2 separate regions of the Astyanax mexicanus genome follow, and region 2 is linked to region 1. The links are chromatin contacts, called in public Hi-C maps. All regions are on one chromosome and are shown on one strand. Each heading gives the region's core, a stretch centred on a gene start, on an enhancer-like site or on the middle of the called end of the contact. The rest is flanking DNA. Distances are from core to core; before and after follow the strand shown.

Region 1 (2,540 bases), core at 22-2,521:
AACAAGTAAACATGTAACAAAGATAAACGAATAACCAAAAACCAAAACAAACCAGTGAAACAAAAGAACATAAGCTAAGCCAACAAGAGATAAAGATAATAAATAAACAGGGAATATATAAAAGGGAAGAAACTAGAAATAAACAAGGAAAATAGCTATAAACGAGAAAACAAGAAATAAACAAGAAACAAGGAACTAAGGCTATGAGAAAACAAGGAAACACTGAGAAAAGCTAATAAACACTGAGAGAGACAAACAACAGAGGAAGGTGCAAAGACCGACGGAGACAAAGTGGCAGAGGAGGGCTATATAAAGAAACAGGAAACGCACTATAATCGGAAACACCTGGGGAAGGGGCGGAGCTACAAATGAGACAAGTGGTGGAAAGGTACTGAGACGGGAGACACAGGGGAGCATAGGTCACGTGGGGAAGACACACAGAGACACGAGACGAGACCAGGATGTGACAAGGACGTGTCAGTGTGTCTTTGCTATTATACCTTGCACAGCTCAAAATGTGCACAAGGCATGTACTAATTCTCTAAATTAATCATGGGTCTGTTTGTTTTGGATGTTATGTGAAATAAATCAATCAGAGTGTCACTTTCTCATCATTCCTTTTAAGAGACAGGTGTGCTCTGACTTTGGCGTATTGTCATTTTAAGGGTGCATCTCCAACACATTTCAGCAGAGAAAACTGACCTGCTCAATCACACTGTGAAGGAGCTCCAGCAGCTCAGTTTAGAGAACTGCAACGTTATTTTATTTAGCATTCTGTTTATTGTTGATGTAACAATAAACATGTGTATGTAGTATGTGTGCATGTGGCCTTCTTTGCCAAGATAGCGATGAACATCTGACTGTTGACGTCTGTCTAGGTTGTGTTTAGTCAGTGGAGCTCCTGTGTTTTCCATTATCAAGATAGCAATACACCAGAAATTTACCTGAACACACCTCATTTCCGGACCACCACACTCAGATATATGCGTAGATGTATGCACAAGCACCGTTGCTTTTTAAATGACAGAAGGAGTGAAGACAGACTGTTGGCGGGGTGTGAGATAGCAATGAGCATTGCGACACACTTCCACACTTCCTCTGTCCGACTATCAGGGAGCAGTGGACTCACATGCAGAGAGAACAAGGCGGACACAGGCTTGTGGTCACTGACGGTGAAGCCCATGTGACTGTGGTAATAGTGCTGCGTCACCCTCGTAGCTCCGCCCAGCCACGAGGTCAGGCCCCGCTGCAGTGCGGCACTGTGCGACGGAACGGGGGAGCCCGTCCTCCGGAGACGCCACAGGATACGGTCTGTCCAAGCAGGCTTTCGCTTCTTAGCACTAGAGAGATATAAAACAGACAAAAAGACATAAAATTAGGATACGCCATTAAAATCTTTGTCTTTATTTTTCATATTTGATTTCCAACCCTGCCAAACCCTGTTCCAGGTTATCATTTAATGCGTTTGCATGTACTGTTCCAGAACAGCATGCCTGAGAACTAAACTTCTAAAACAGCCAGATCAGGACAGAAACATCTTGTGGTCACCAAATAACAATATTGTCATTTAGAGCATTTATTTGCAGAAAATGAGAAATGGCTGAAATAACAAAAAAGATGCAGAGCTTTCAGACCTTAAATAATGCAAAAAAAACAAGTTCACAGTGTTCATGCATCTTGGCATGTTTTCCTCCACTAGTCTTGCACACTGCTTTTGGATAACTTTATGCCTTTACTCCTGGTGCAAAAATTCAAGCAGTTTAGCTTGGTTTGATGGGTTGTAATCTTTTTTTATGATCCAATCTGATGTTTCCTTTTCAAATGTTTATATTCTTCATGTTGGTATGTGATCCATAATATGCCGGCAGTTAGACAGTCACTCCACTCTAGAACTGTGAAGTTGTGTTCATTTCTGTGCGAGAAAGAAGGAGGTCGCTAAGGTTTGGCTATACTGTAACTGTGGATTGCTAAGGTATTTTAAGGTGGTTGCTGAGGTGTTGCTATACTGTAGCAGTTAGTTGCTATGGTGTTGCCATGTTGCTGCTATAAACCCCCAGTATTGAGCTGTGGAGCAGTGGAATTTATATTACATTACCACACAAAAACACACCTTGTGTCATACGTGTGCGTTCCCACATCAAACTTGTATGTTGGAGGGAAATTAAGAGGTCCCTCCAAAAATCCATCCAGGATCGACTCGCTGTTCTTCGCCATGTTGAGCTGCAGATGAAAAAAACGTACAGAAAGTGTTTATAAAGTGCAGAACTGTTCACAGCTCATTATCTCATAATAAACTGAACAAATCCTAAATACAACCTTGTTGTAGTGATTGTGAGAAAATTCGTGCAAAATTTGTATATATTACTACATAAAAATAGAAAAAAAATCTAACACATATCTATTACACTACATTATAAACACATTCAAAATGCATTTTATTGCACTAGAACACTTTATAAAAGACTATAAATATTTGATATCTAAAAGTGCATGTTAATCATGTTTATTATGTATCATAAATTCCGATCATGTAGTACTAT
Region 2 (2,540 bases), core at 31-2,530, 38 kb after region 1:
ACCACGCAGTTACTCACCACACGCTGAGAGGATGATGAGTCACAGATAATGAGAAAGATGATCTCACAGCAAACAAATAACCCACATTAAATACAATACAAACAATCGGTCTTATCCCACACATTACTGACTGTTCCATATTAACCCTCAATAACGCACAGCCCACACACTGCTCAGAGCTGCTGCAGGGGTGTGTGTTAGTGTGTGTGTGTTTGTATTTTTAATGTATGTTGTTGTATAAATGTGTGCAATTGTGTAATTGTGTCAATTTATTAAGAGTGTTTATTGACCTTCTTCTGCTAATGAACTATTCAAATTTCCATATATGTATATACTAATACTAAAGTAACAGGAAAAGAACTGTGTCCCATGACTTTTGCCATTAGTTGGATGACTGTCTGTACTGTCCAGAGAAGACTTTCAAGAATTATTAAGCATTGCTGTGGGAATTTGATTGCATTTAACAAGAGTACAACATTAGTTAGATCAGGATGTTGGATGATGATCACTCCCAAACTCATCCCCAACTCCCCAACTTATCCTCAAAAACCCAACTCATCCACAATCAATCCCCAAATCCCCACTTCATCTCCAACTCCTCAAGCATCCCCAAATACCCAACTCATACCCAACTCACCCCAAATCCTCAACTTACCCCCAAATCCCCAACTTACCCCCAATTTATCCCCAACTCCCCAACTTATCCCAAATTCCCAACTCTTCCGCAATCAATCACCAACTCCCCTTTCGTCCCTAACTTCTCAATGCACCCCCAAACCCCCAACTCATCCCCAACTCACCTCCAAATCCTTAACTTACCCCCAACTCCCCAACTTAGACCTCAACTCCCCAACTCATCCCAAACTCCCCAACTCATTCCCAACTCCCCACCTCATCCCCAACTCCCAACTCATCCCTAACTCATCCCCAAATCCCTAACTCATCCCCAATTTACCCCCAAATCCCCACCATACAATAAATACATCAGCAAGTATCGGCTTAAAATATCGACCAAATCTAGGCATTGGCCGATGTTGATGATTCTAAAATAAAAGGCAGTTATCGAGTGACAGCAATAAAATTCGATATAGTCTAACTATAAGTAACGGTACTGTAGCTGCTGAAGCTGACTCCAGAAGAACAGTGGAGATGAAGGCACTCACCTGGCCTGCTGCTGCTGCGCGAGAGTGTGAGAGAGTGTGTGAGAGACGAGGAGAATCCAGCTGTGAAAGCTCTCGTCTTAAACTCACACTCAACTCTAACTTTAACTCTCAGAGTTCCTTACTGTGGGAGTTTATCAGAGCCCTGCAGAAACCCCTCCCCGCCTGAACCCCCGGCAAGAAGGAGGAAGAGATAAAGACAAGAGAGCGAGAGTAATAACACACTCATTTTCTTCAAAACAAAGAAAACAATAAATTGTTTTTTTATCTCCACACTGTACAGTTATTATGTGCTAGGTATAAACTACATATGTTTAAAAATACATACGTGTGTACAACACAAGTCAACATATATATATATATATTTATATATATATATATATATATATATATATATATATATATATATATATAAATATTGTCAGCATTTATTTGCAGAAAATGAGAAATGGCTGAAATAACAAAAAAGATGCAGAGCTTTCAGACCTCAAATAATGCAAAGTAAACAATGAATACAAAATAATAATTCAGAAATCAATATTTGGTGGTATTTTCATGTTCTCCTTCACCAGTCTTACACACTGATTTTGGATAAAATCAAAGAAATGTTTAATTGGTAAAATAAAAAAGGAATATATTTTGGTTGGATTCACTATTAATCAGTAGAAAATAGTTGTCAAATTAGTTGTGTTGAACACTTAAGTGTTTAGCTAGCTGTTTTTGTGGAAATATATATATAAAAAAGGTGTGCTTTCAGAATGAGCTGTTTAAGGACTTTACGGACCTATCTCCCTTATCTGCTGACTTGCCATGGACAGTAGGTACAGATCCCTCCCTCAGAAGAAGTCTGCTGGCTAATCCTGCTGTGTCCTGTCCGAAGTTCTTAACCAGCAGACTGAAATGGCCTTTTCTCACCTGATCTGGTGGGAGGAGCTCTGGTGGGGGTTGGGTTGGGCAGGTAAGGGGTGGAGCCAAAATTAACCTTAAATGAAAATGTAATTTTCTTATTGTATATTTTATGATATGGCACACCCCTAACTGAGACATTAAACAATACAAGAATTTTATCAGATTTGTAACAGAAGTCAAAGATCCAGAATGTCATGATACTAATAATAATGCACTCCGAAAGTCTCCATATATCCAGGATTACAGTATAATAAATGATACTTGACAAATATAATCTGTCTCTAGTAGATATTCTATTATTGCACTTTATTCATATTTGCCAACAAATTACTATATGCTAATTTATACAGTAGTTTGGTATTTATTCCACTGCAGATTTCTATGCTGCATATATTTTCTGTATTCACTACTGTATTTTACTGTTTATACTGCTCTACACTTTATACCCTGCCCTGCGATGGATTGGCGGCC

What was found. A called contact is a pair of places that touch in the nucleus more often than the background predicts.
Region 2: a contact with region 1 is called in a Hi-C map of muscle, with 2.2 times the contacts expected there. The contact joins the promoter of smtna here to the enhancer-like site in region 1. A contact is called at or near these places in 2 of 3 Hi-C or Micro-C datasets (blood and muscle).

Annotation. Positions count from the first base shown.
Region 1 is chr20:20,494,955-20,497,494 of AstMex3_surface, forward strand. LOC103022769 (inositol polyphosphate 5-phosphatase K) reads right to left here. Exons shown (of 13, transcript XM_022681154.2): 8 at 2,111-2,220; 9 at 1,130-1,340. Among protein-coding and RNA genes, the nearest start is that of mat2aa, 18 kb to the left of the region's middle. Within about 2 kb of position 1,272, the one cell type or tissue checked has an H3K27ac peak away from gene starts, as active enhancers do.
Region 2 is chr20:20,532,572-20,535,111 of AstMex3_surface, forward strand. smtna (smoothelin a) reads right to left here and starts at 1,281. Exons shown (of 9, transcript XM_022681156.2): 1 at 1,164-1,281.